3 separate regions of the Zea mays genome follow, and all the other regions are linked to region 1. Evidence: chromatin contacts called from public Hi-C data. All regions are on one chromosome and are shown on one strand. The core of a region is the stretch at or near the end of the contact, and the rest is flanking DNA. Distances in the headings are between cores, read along the strand shown. Region 1 has its middle 3.2 kb from the start of LOC111590744. Region 2 holds the start of LOC100278970. Region 3 has its middle 17 kb from the start of LOC100381809.

The links. Hi-C and Micro-C count contacts between places; a contact is called where the count stands out from the background.
Region 2: a contact with region 1 is called in a Hi-C map of bundle sheath, with 4 times the contacts expected there. The contact joins the promoter of LOC100278970 here to the enhancer-like site in region 1. A contact is called at or near these places in 6 of 25 Hi-C or Micro-C datasets (bundle sheath, ear, endosperm and 2 more).
Region 3: a contact with region 1 is called in a Hi-C map of leaf mesophyll, with 2.2 times the contacts expected there. The contact joins two enhancer-like sites. A contact is called at or near these places in 4 of 25 Hi-C or Micro-C datasets (bundle sheath, leaf and leaf mesophyll).

Annotation. Positions count from the first base shown.
Region 1 is chr1:143,470,106-143,474,495 of Zm-B73-REFERENCE-NAM-5.0, forward strand. No RefSeq gene overlaps it. Among protein-coding and RNA genes, the nearest start is that of LOC111590744, 3.2 kb to the right of the region's middle. Within about 2 kb of position 2,551, at least 15 of the 20 cell types and tissues checked have an H3K27ac peak or open chromatin away from gene starts, as enhancers often do. A contact at or near this core is called in bundle sheath, ear, leaf and 2 more, where this site is marked.
Region 2 is chr1:143,345,684-143,350,073 of Zm-B73-REFERENCE-NAM-5.0, forward strand. LOC100278970 reads left to right here and starts at 2,095. Exons shown (of 4, transcript NM_001152063.2): 1 at 2,095-2,364; 2 at 2,445-2,527; 3 at 2,606-2,808. The coding sequence starts at 2,150. It overlaps LOC100274631, which reads right to left and starts at 3,485. Exons shown (of 1, transcript NM_001365149.1): 1 at 2,820-3,485. The coding sequence starts at 3,424. The coding sequence ends at 3,041.
Region 3 is chr1:143,571,505-143,575,894 of Zm-B73-REFERENCE-NAM-5.0, forward strand. No RefSeq gene overlaps it. Among protein-coding and RNA genes, the nearest start is that of LOC100381809, 17 kb to the right of the region's middle. Within about 2 kb of position 1,982, at least 17 of the 20 cell types and tissues checked have an H3K27ac peak or open chromatin away from gene starts, as enhancers often do. A contact at or near this core is called in bundle sheath, leaf and leaf mesophyll, where this site is marked.

The sequences.
Region 1 (4,390 bases), core at 1,301-3,800:
ATTGAGATCGCAGCCACACGACGGAGAACCACACGGGAGGGCTGCACCTTGGAGGAGGGGGAGAAATGGGGGGGGGGGCGGCTAGGGTTTTGGGTGGTGAGGGCTGCAAAGATTTGAGGAGGAAGAAGATGGGAGAGGGGGGGGGCGTCCAAGAGAAAGGGGAGGGGAAGGGGGCGGCTGCAACAACCCAAGGGGGAAAAAAGGGGGGGCGGCTAGGGTTAGGGGAGGGTTAGTGGGCCGGATTGCGATTCGCGGCCCAACTCGCTTGCACGACAGCTCCCGACCAATCACTCTACTGCTATACTGGTGAATGTTTTCCATAAATTCTAAATCCCCAAAGCGCGACACCCGAATAAGAGAAAAAACAAACAAAAAGAATAACCTTCAACTTCTCTTCTTTGCAAACCGGGTATCACATTGCACTTGGCTCTAGACCTTGACTTCTCACAGCCAGACGAAGATCCCCATTCTAATAACTGCTTCGGGAGTGATCTGGTGAAGGAAAATCTAGTATGTCTTTAAAACTTCAACCACAAATCTGCTCAACAGGAACCGAAGTCCAGCTTTGAAGAAGCTTCAGAAGATCACAACTTCGTTTTCTTCGAGAGCAGGAATGGCCCTATCTACGTCAACCCTCACAATAGACATATCTCGAAAATACCTTCCTCTCATATTATCAAGATGACTCTGTTTGATAGTTGATTTCCCAAAGACTGCATGACTTGGTCGCTATGGCCGATCTTCAGAGTCTTCGCCTCCACTCTCCACATCATAGCTGTCGCTATCAACAGTATCTTCAGACAAGTCTTCCAGTATCTCTTTAGTAATCTTCTCTGTATTTGTTTTTGCTATTGACTTAACAAATCCAGCAGTCTTCTCCTCAAGGAGCTTCTCCTCTTCGGTTAGCTTCGACTCAGCAACTGTCTTCTTGTCTTGAGACATTTTCTCTTCGGAAATGACGAAAACGTGTCCTTCAAACCGAAGCTCAAAAGCTTGAGAGCTATCAAGCGCTAGTAAGCACAAGTTATAAAATTGAGAAAATAAGGCAAATGACACAAGCAGTGTATCAAGTGCAGTCGGTGTGAGTTCTTATTTATACGCCCAATGCGCTCCAAGTTGCAGGGCCCCGTCTGTCATTGATTGTTGCTATTCTAGCAAAAGGAAGGTGTTTTTTCGGACCTTCGGCTTAGGGCCTTCGTCCATGTCGTAATCTGAATTCGTCATTCTAACAAATTAATATTGCGAGGGGCTACTGTTGGGGGCCTTCGTCTTCCGAAGGTCCTCAAAAACATGATTTAACAATATTTCCCGAGTGTAATATATGAACAGGTGCCTTCGGACTCGGATCAGAACCACGCAGTGTGAAAAGCACGAACAATACGAAGGTTGACGCAGCGCCGAAGCTACGCGCAAGGGAGCTTCGGCATAACGGCAAAAAGGGAACCAACTTAAAAGGGAAAAGACTATTTAGACCTCGGTGGACTACCTCAAAGTCATTAGCAAATGTGAAGGGCATGGATGTAATTTTACACGGGCTGTGTCCCGTGCCTATAAATAGATTAACAGTACCCCCGTACTGTTCACGCTGACTTGTACTCATTTTTGCGTCACGCTTGTACTTTCATTTTCTGTCAAGCCGAAGGTACAAATGTAATTTAGTATTGTTATTATTCATTTATGATTATATAATAAGAAACGTGTATGATGATATTATATGTTTGTTCACATTATCCCTTATGTTTTACATGCCTCATTCGCCTTTGATATGTTTATACATATATGCTGAGATGACGAAGGTATGTCCTTCATGACCTTCGTCCGAAGATCATTATATCTTTAGGGAAATAATGTTCCGAAGGACGAAGGGCATTAACAAATAACCTGTTTTTGTGTTGCCTTATTCTCAATTTATAGCATTTAAGAACGAGTCCCCAATAATTAAGCATATATATATATATATATATATATATATATATATATATATATATATATATATATATATATATATATATATATATATATATATATATATATATATATATATATATATATATATATATATATATATATATATATATATAGCAAGATCATGCACCCCAAAGGCCCAAAGCATCCGTTGTAAACAGATGCTAATAAGGGCCCTAACCCTAATCATGCACACACACACCCAACGATACCTTATATGGCCTAGTTCGTTGTACTGGATTCTCCATGCAATTTTCTATTCTCTGTTCTCTTCGTGGGAACAAAAGCTATGGCTAGCTTTTAGGGGCGCAAGGCAGGAGGATCAAAAGGTGGTGAGAAAAAGGCGCGTCTTTTCTCCTTCTCAAGGCACAGCACACGCCACACTATCATGTATGCTACCATCCTTTTCTCGATCTGCCCCCTCCATCTTCCACCATCAGCCATCAACTTTATTTTTAGCCTTTCCTTTTTCTGGTGGTGGATGGCAATGGCGATGGATGCCGACGGCCGGCACTGAGCGCGCCGGGATTCCCTTGTAGCGAATGGTTTTGCACGTCTGCGTCACGCGGTCCATACGGACGTGGAAAAAACACAAGAGGTAGCACTGTCGATGCGTCGCTATCCTTGGGTTGCAACTAGGGTAGCTAGCTAGCCCTAGTATGGGAATTAGCAAACTTACATTTTTGCGTGGTCCATGGTTGATGTGCTGCTCAGCTCTTGACTGCGCTATATATATATATATATATATATATATATATATATATATATATATATATATATATATATATATATATATATATATATATATATATATATATATATATATATATATATATATATATATATATATATATATATATATATATAATCTTAATAAGGTAGCGTGTGCACTTGGAACTGTTTAAATGATTGTTTTATGTGGGTCATAAATGGTAATTGTGACCTTTGGACCGTGCAAGAAGGTAGATTCTCACTGTATCATATCCCTTATCCCATCGAAAAAATCCCTTATCGTATACTAGTATGTCTTCAAGATGGAAAATCCAAAAAAAATTTGATCACACAAGACTTTCAAAATAAAAAAAAATAAAGGTAAGAAAGGAACGGGAAGAGATCTCAGTGCGCCTAAACATATTTATGGGTACGGCTTGAATTAAATATTATTTGGTTGCACCTTAATCTATCCTAATCCATATGTATTTGGGTAGAGAAACTAGTAATATTTTTTTACCCAAATACAACCTTCTTTTGGTTTTGTGGGGATGAGAAGGGATTGAGGAAGAGATTTCAACCCCCCAACAAATTAAAATCATTTTTAATCCCTTTCAATTTTCTTTGACAACTTGTTTGACTATATCCCTTTTGGATGTAGATATTAGTATATAGAATTGGGAATTGAAATCAGTTTTCTGAATTTTGTTGTTTGGTTGCACATGAAATTGAAATTTGGAATCAGAGAGCCAATTCCGTGGTATTGTACTATAACTAGAAACTTTCCCACCCAATTCAGAGTATCACACCTCTATATTTCGTGGAATTAAACCACCCAATTCCAAACTCCAATACAGTGACATCCAAACAATAGAATTGGAACTGCGTCTCATTTCAATATCACGACTGATTTGGTATTGAAACCAATTCAATTCCATACCCTCCAATATTGACATCCAAACGAAGCATTAGACAATTCACTTTGATATATCTGGATTACTAAACACGAGTGCAGCGAAACAAAACCTAGAGAGAGTAACTGAGAATAAAAGCATATTCTCTAATACCTCGTTTGGATTTGGATATTGGAGCACGAAATTGGGAATTGGATTTAGTTTTACTGAATTATGTTGTTTGGTTGCATATGAAATCACTACACGACGGTTGATCTTTAGCGACCCTTATTAGGTACCAAATGTTGGTTGCTAAAGGTTAGGGACCGACGGTCAGTCGCTAAATCCTTTTGTAGCAACGGTCGGTTGGTCGCTAAAAGTCTAGAAATTTAACAACTTATGGTTGGTCGCTATAGATGTCGTCGGGGACTAGCGGTGGGTCGCTATAGAGCAAGGATCACTATCAAATCTTATAGTCTGAACGTACATATAGATGTTAGTGACTAAAAACTAATTAAAACAAGTAAACATTGATCGCTAAATTGCGTGGTGAATCATGGTAACAATGATGATGAGTTTAGCAAGCATCCTACAGAAGATGATGCAATATCTGAGTTGTTGTAACACTATAAAAGCCATCAACTAAAAATAATGAATTTAGTTATTACGATAAATAGGGTAATAAATTTTATTCAAATGTTTATTATTTATTTGCATTCGTAATAATTTATTCAAATGTTTATTATTTATTTGGTAATTTTTTTATGAATTTTTGAGTAATTTAAAAATCCATTTCGAAATAAAAAAATAAGAAAATCCTC
Region 2 (4,390 bases), core at 845-3,344, 120 kb before region 1:
CTTTGATTAGAGATGGACTGCAGATTATTTCCCCCCGACTTTGGGGACTCTTTAGCAAAAATCCACGACCGAAGTGGTATCCTCGCGACTGGGCCATCCATCCTGAGATCAATGGCTCAGATTTAATCTACGAAGGGGTACGCTCTGATGTAATCCTAGCCCTCCATCTCACAACTGGCGACCTGGATTTAAAAACACCTAGATCCAATCCAGATCGATGGATCGCAGATCAATGGCTCAGTTTTAACCAAGCATAACAGTTCACTTCTTCTAATTTGGGCCGTTTGTTCCGTGGTCGACGGCCAGCGCGTTATCTTCTCACCCAGACATCCGAGAACGGCGGCGCTGTCGGCCTCCATGGCAGACGGATGGCCGTAGCCACGCCATTCAGCGGTGTAAGGCCATAAACCATAATCCGAAGGCAGCCACACGATGCATACACCAATGTGAATCACACGGAGAAGTTCTTACCTGGAGCTCCAGCGATGAATCCTCTCATCACTGCAGCGACACCCGATGAATTGGTGACATCTGACATCCCTAACTTTCACGAGTCCTGACGAACCTCCTCGACCACATACTGCAGCAAATTGATGGCGAGGCTGAGCACATAATCGGGGTGGCGTCAATTCTCTCTCTCTCTATATATATATACGCTTGACAATGGATGCAGTCGCTTTCTAGGGTCCTGTGGAGGCCGCAATGGCTAGAGGAGAGGTAGGCGGCCATGTTATATTCTCGAGGGGTCGACACACGGGCTGAAACTAGGAAGATTTTGTGAGCCGCGCGAATCTTGGGCAGTTGTAACAACTTTGTTCGCGACGGACTTGACGGGGAAGAAGCTACTAGCAAATGGGCCCCGGACACCACTAACTTGTTGTTTTTTCGCGCGGTGAATGGGGTGGCTGAAGTGCGGGTCCCACGAGCTAGAGACGTGAAGCGTGAGACATTGGCGGGTGGGTCGCGAAGTCAGTGATGCGAGCGAATTGTGAAACTGGCCTAACGGCCCCACCTGCTCGAGCGCACCTCACGCAGATGACTAAGCAGGAGGCCCACCAGGCAGAGGAATTTGGCCAGCGCACGATAGTGACTGATCGGTGGGGTCTCCAAGTCAGCAGACGCGCGGCTGGAGTACTGCTGGATCGCACTGGTGATGCGGTTCTGGGCCGGAATGTAGGTTTCGGCCCAGACAAGGTAGTCTCTCTCTATATATATTTTTTATTTTCATTTTTTCCTGTTTTCTTTTTCTTGTTTTATCATTTCTCCTATTTCAAATATAGTTTGAACACCCAATTAAATGCACAATCAACAAAAAAGGCTCCGCATGCAATGCATGGTTGATTTTACTTATATACCAATTATTCATTTAGTCAAATGCCTCATATGCAACCCTTAGAGAATAGAAATGGTTATCTAATAATATTAACTCCTCGTGTAGAACTTTCATTAAGAGATGTTGTTTTTTAAAAAATATAGTTTAACAAAAAGTGGATAAATTAACTCATTTGGTGTAATATTTTATTAGAAAATATATTTACTTTGGGATAAGTAACTTGAAAGGTAATAAGATACTTATTAAAAGATATTTCAATTTAAAACTTTTAAAAAACTTTTATAAATCCTAAAATATAATTTTAGGGTGTTATACGTTGTCATCGCTAGTTCAGCGAGCCATACTCGAGTGCACTTGATACTTGATCGGTAAAGAAAGCGGGAAGTTTATGATGATATACGAAACTTACAAGCCACGTGTCGTCATAGGGTTACGTCGATCCGAACTAACTGAGAAAATGAAAAAGGATATCCACCCGAACGTTGTTGCTTGGAAGCTTCAGGTTTCGGCACCAGCATGCTAGCATGTCTGCTATCCGTCTCACAATCCACACATGACACCGCATCCCCTTTTGCCTTCCCAAGGCTATATCTGATCCGGAAATCGACTGCCTTTGACGTGCACAGATCATTCACCCTAACTTCACATCCAACAATTCCTTGCAAGCTAACGAATGGACACGCTTTCAATCCTCACGCCGTTGCGCGTGGCGAGGTGTCCATGTTGTACATATACGCGCTCGTTCCACGTTGTTGATCGATGTGCATAAGGACCCAGCGATCAGGAGCTGACTGTTTTGTCCTCCAGCAATCGGCCATGTCGTCCCTGGTCAGGTCGTTCGGGTCTCTCTACTCCCAGAAGCTCCGCTCCACCACCCGTCTCGGATCCGCGACGGCGGCGCCACCGCGTTTCCAGGCGTTGGTCCGATCGGGATTCTCGGGCTCCAGCCACGGGGGAGACGTGAGACGTCCGCCGGCTCGGCCGAGCCAGCATCAGTCTCAGGACAAGGAGCGGACGCCTTTCTTCATCTTGTGATTGCTCGACTGTTCTGTCCGTTGTACAGTTATTAGTGGGTCCCGGTGCGGCTCCTAATTCCTCTGCTGCACTGCAGGGCAAGGCTGGCCGTCGGTTCTATTCTTGCTGCTGCAGCGCCAATGCTGCATTCCAGATGGGCGTCGTTCCTGCTGATTCAGAGTAGAGCAAAGAGCCCTGTACCGCGCGCCGCGAAACTCTGCACCGATGCAAAATTTAACTCTGCGCCGATGCCATCAGGTGAGGTGGATATGGTGAAAGACACGGCGGAGGTAGTGGCGGAGGCCGTCGAGGACGCGGCCACCGTCGCAGAGAAGGTGTCGTCGGAAGTGGCCGAGCAGCTGCCCGAGAACGGGAGGCTGAGGACAGCGGTCGTGCTCCTGGAGCACGCGTCCAAGGAAGTCGCCGAGGAGGCACACCTTGCACAGAACATCATCCACAAGGTACACACCAGCTTGCAGTGTCATATGTTTGCTTGCGGAGCATAGAAACAACTCCCGTTCAGAAAATTGATAGGATTACACATCCTCATCTCTGTCTCAGACCTCTAAATGACAAACAAACAAATAAATAAATAAACAATGGATCGTAAAACAGAGCAAACAGAGGGCATCTATCAACAACAGCAGAGCGGCTCAGGTGCAGCTGCAGCTCCTCAGATCCACTTCCGGATGTCTAGAACACGACGGCGGCGGCTGCCACAGCGCCGGCGATGGCGACGAAGCTGATGGCGGAGGCAGATGCGGCTGTGCTCTTCTCCGTGACGGGCGCGGCGGCCGGAGTCAGAGCGGAGGCTCCCGCCGGGGCCATCGCGTCGCCAAATCCCGCACCGGCGGGGCTCGTGGCTGGAGCGTCGGCGGAGGGGGCGGACGCCGGCGACATCGTGGGAGGCGAGGGCGGGGAGGCCATGGGGGCCCTGGTCGGCGGCGGCGGGAGAGGGGCCATCTTGGGTGGCGCAGGGGCTGGGGCGCGCTTGGGCGACGCGGCAGGGGCCTGCGCCGTGGCCGCGACGGCAAAGAGGGCGAGGAGAGCAACGAGGACGGCGGCGACGCGGGCCATCGATCTCACCAAGTGACAGTGACTTCCTTCCTGGATTGTATAGTTAAAAAAACTTGGCGATGAGAGAAGGCCGCACGCGACGCCGTATTTATAGGCGAGGCGGCAGTGGCCGCTGGGTTCGTTTTCAAATACTTTCGGGTACTTATTAGCCGTTGGCCCTGGTTGCTTGTGTCCAGTGCAACGGCGGCACACGACGGGCCACCGGAAGCAGCTCGTGAATCGTGATAGGACATGGGACCGTGACGTCGTGCGCAACGGCTAGTTGTGCGTGAGCCAGGGCGGCCGGATCCTCGACGGACGGCGAAGATGGCCCTCTTCGCAGTCGGCCGTGGCTAAGGCCAGCTAGCCGTTGCGTGTCGTGCATAAAAAAGCCGCTGTCCCTGGCCGGCTTTCAAGCGAGGAGGCCAACCTGCTAGACTGGCAACGGAAGCCAAATGATGCCTGCCACGACGCCGCCGCACCGAAGCGCGCCCCCGGTGAATGCATAGTGTTGTGTTCAAAAGCAATCGTGTCGCCAGTCACGCAATGCTCTTTGTTTGGAAGTAAGATAATTGAAGGGCTATAATAATTTCCTAAACACGTCCTTAGAGAGGACACGTTTTTGGTAGGCTGCATATAGAGATGGCAACGGGTACAAACCCGATGGGTTTTGCCGTCCCAAACCCGTACCCGTGAAAAATATCTATGCCCATTAAAAAACCCGTACCCATGACGGGTTTGAGATTTTTCCCAAACCCGTACCCATCGGGTTAGCGGGTACCCATGGGTTACCCGCGGGTTTCATCTCCAATATACTTGTTCTTCTCATAATCAATAAGTATCATAATGATTAATGATATCATGATCCAAAATATATGTAATGAACAACAAGTTCATGATTTGGTATAAATATTATTAGTATAGAGAATAAAATACAAATAATAAGTTGTATAATTAAGTGACCTTGCACTAAGTTATCCATCCACC
Region 3 (4,390 bases), core at 732-3,231, 100 kb after region 1:
GTACTATATCCAGTGCGCCACTAGCCATTGGGTCTGGCAAGTGACCGTTGGTGTTGTCAGCCTTGCACTGGACACTCCGATGTCACCCCGGACAGTCCAGTGGCTTTCCTCCACAGTGCCACCAAGAACTAGCTGTCAGGCTACTGTTCCTTGGTGCACCGAACAGTCCAGTGGTGTGGCACTGGACAGTCTGGTGCTCTCGGCCGGACGGTCGGCCAGTGACAACACTTTTCGTCATGTCTTGGACTTTGCTTGGTGTTGGGGTGAGGGCGAAGACGCTACCCTTCGCTTCAGCCTTCGTCTTTCTCGCTGCGCCAACGGAAGCAGAAGAACCGGCGAGGTCCACCCTTCGCCTTCTGCACTACGAGACGAAGGCCTATGACGACATCGCCCCGTCCCACATCCTCACTCGGCCTCGAGGCCCACGTGGGATTCGGCCCGTTGTAACAGGCCCCGCACGGAGAAGCGTGTTACGGGCCCAATTTGTAATAGCTTTTCTGTAATGACAGTCTGTAACCCTCCTTTATGGGAATATTCCGGGGATAGTCCAGGTGCCTGAGGGTACATGTGTCCTTACACTGAGACGTTGGGCACTCAGGCACCTATAAATATCCTCGTACAGTGCCCTTGAGAGGCTGGATTAACAGAGCTATTTCCATCTCAAGTTGAAACCCTGTTTACGTTGCTTTCATTCCCCCCGTTGGATCAACTTGCCCAAGAGAGCAAGTTCCAACACTTGGTACTTGTTGATCTTCACTTATGGTCTTCATAATGTCTTCTTTTGAGGTGTTGCTTCCTCAATGCCTTAGTCCAAATCACTTTAGCATCCTGTGAACTACAAACATAAACACTAGCAAACACATTCATCCACAGGTTATGTTGATCATCAAACACCAAAATCACTTATCCAAATGGCTTGAGGTCCATTTTGCTTACACACAGAAAGCTGCAACTTGCTTTCTAATGGCTAGTTTTTCTTTGGACTATATATACCACCCCACCCTGCTGTTTGGGGGTGTGGGAGCTCAAGCAACATACCAAGTGAAGTCAGGCACATCTCCATATCTCCAAACACCTAAGTTCTTAATAGAATCACTCGATGATTAGCGTAGGTGCTTTGTGAAATTCTTAGATTATTTAGACCGCTATTGTGCTTGCTCTAGGTTGTTCCTAGTAGATTGAGTGAGGTTATAAAAACCCATACAAACCCCTCAGCTCTTGCGCGAGTCGTTGTAATTTTATCAAGTGGGGTGAGGGTCTTGTGAAACCACACCAACCGTGATTGTAGTATGACCGCCACCATGTACTGGAGGGAACGAGGCCCATGACATTTTGATCAAAAGTTCGATAGTGAAGATGAAGGGGAGTGTCCGAGAGGAGGCCGAAAGCAGAGCACAGCTTGCACGTGGATAAGGCCTACATGTAATGCCCAAAATTGGTATAAGAGGAAGATAATAGGATAAATAAATAAATATACTTATATGCTAGTGTTTTGGGGATTTCTTGATCTTATTTTCTTTGTGCATATTCAACTAAAGGAATTAAAGTAGTCAAATGACAAATAAATAAATGCATAAATGTGCATTCCATGTTGGATTCTTGTATTTTTGTATTTGTATTCAAATTTATGAGACAAGTTTAAGTTCGAAAAATAGAATTTGAAAATGGAAAGAGAAATAAGAAAAGAGAATGAAATAAAAAATGGAAAATACATTACAATGAAAAATATATATATATATATGTATATAAACAATTATAATTCTTCATGCTAGTACTTTATTTGTGCACTTAATTTGTGAAACTCACCAGCAAATTTGAATTCAAACTACCAAATTTGGAAATTTAGAAAGAGAGACAAAATTGAAATAGAAAAGAAAAAGATAAAGAAAACATGCATTGTGGGCCTAATCCACACCTGCTTGGCCCATCAAACCGGTCCAGCTTCCCTCGCCGGCTGACATGCGGGCCCACGACCAACACCACCACGCGGCCCATCCCTCTACGCTCTCGCGCCAGCAGACACCATGGACCCAATCGCTAGCCTCCCTACCCTCGTATGCGCTGGAGAACCCTGGTCGCGGGCAAATGGGACCATGCTGTTAGGTCATCTTCCCCAACAATTCCCTCATAACAGAACCTCCGCGGCTCCTGCTGACGTACTCATATGCCGATACCGCCGTGGGTGGTTACACCCTCCCTATCCATCGCGTGCTGCCCGTTGCTGGGGAGTTCTACCTTCTCGGACAATAAAACTGAGCTCGAACCTATCCTCCTGGCCATCTCCACGGTCAGGGCATGAGGGAGTTCGTCGTCGACATGATCACGCCACACCATTGTTGAGACCCTCAACGGCAAACTAGGGCGGTCAACGGTGCTCGCCTCTGGTGAGTCGCATCTTCACCAGGCGGGTGGGAGACTGGAGTCCAAGAAGTGCTCACCGGAGCCTAGGAGCCATGGCGCAGCCGCATCATCACGTGGACAAGGGTGCACACGCCGTCATTCTTCGGTGAGAAACCCCTCTGGGCTCCCATTATCATCCACGCATAGTATATACCCGAGTATTGTAGATATCGTCGCGTCGTGGTCTAGGAATTTATCACTGGAGTTCTCCCTCCGCCGCATAATCACACCACGCCATGGTCAGCACCAACACCACTCCGATGGGCGGTATGAACCCTCTCTGCATGTTCGCCATCTTCCCCTCTAAGTTTAGCACCGATCAATTTCAAGGTTGGGCGATTAGGCGTCGGATCGTGTGGCCGGCAGCGAAGCTCCGCCGCGGGTATGCCCTGCGGTGCCACCGTGTTCAGTTGGGGTTGGTGGCGTGGTCGCATCCGTTGATCTAGGGATCGGCGGCTAGGCTCAAACAAGCTATGGGACGTTGGTCTATCAGGGAACGGCCACGATTAGATATGTGAGAACTTTGTCATTTTAAATCAGTGCTGCAGATTGACGAATGGGTGGATCGGATGGTGTCGTTGCGGGGGGAATTTCGGGCCGTGGATCTCGGATCCAAGGGCAGGTATCACATACCGGTTCTGGTTTTACGGGATCTAATGCATGTCGTTGGTTTTAGATCGGGCAGCTGGGAATCAAGGACACCCTTTCAGCCGTGAAACAAATACAAAAGAGCCCTCGGTTTTCTTTTAAATCAACCCGCAGTCTGGGTATGTGGAGAGATCAGTACGGTTAGGTCCAGATTTTTCACGGGTTAAACCCTGAAGATTTAAGGAATAGCGCCCGTAGTCCATCCAGTTCAGAAATAATAAAATAAACATGGAAATTGATTCCCAAGTATAAAAATAATTCTTGAAATCTTAGAAAACTCATAATTTACGTGTTTTAACTTTGTTTTACTCTGTTCTGGTTGCGTTAGCTTCGTAATAAAATTACCTACGCAGTGATGACATTATTTGTACCATAAAACATATCTTTATAAATAGATAGAGGTTAGCCTATTATTAGTAGATTTATCCTTCCAACCAAAGTTAAATTAATCCATGACGATAATTGACTAAAATATGATTTCTAATCAAACTATAATCTAGGTTAAAGTTTAATTAATTATTTGGAGTATATTTTCTCATATGATGTATATTAACCAATTTATAATATAGTTTAATATTTAATCACGTAGATCTTCGGAAAATCGTACCTTTATAATCGTAACTCCGAATTTGGTGGTTCTCGAACTCACGATCTCGTAGCATCGCGTAGATTATTATTATGCGGTTTGTTCTTATGTTGGGTGTGATGTTAATTTTGCCTATACCATGTTTGTTGTATTGCTATGAATAGCAGTGAGTTCACGAGTCACTTGAAGACAAGTTGGTACCTGAAATCTTGAGTCTAAGACAAGTTGTGCCCTTGATCACTTTTCTTTACCCAATAATGTTCCTATTAATCACTATGACATGCTCAGTTTAATCTGATGGGACCAAATAGGTTTCTCTAGACTTGTTTATCCCACACCTTGTTTACCACTGAACTTTTGGGTAGTTTTGCTATTGCTCTACCTGGTTTGGGGATTAATATTACATTATGATCATGTTCCAGTTATACTGTTGTTTAATTATTGTTCATGACAAGATCATTGTGTTAATTGGAACATAGAGCTTAACTTGAGAAACACGTGCTACCATAAGGGTGGAATGGGACGCCCTTGGCTGACTAATTAGGAAAGCTAGTTGAGGACTACCTTACCCGAAAGGGGCAAGGGCAGTAGGGGAGTTGTCGGTATAGGAAGGTTCTCGGGGTGATCATGTTGCGATGGCTTTTCGGACGGGGGATTCCTATATTGCGCTTTCTAGAAACTGTAGTGGGTTTTCTGAAGCTAGTGAAACTTTGTAAAGGCCTCGTAGTGGATCCATATCCATTCACCGCGGAAGTG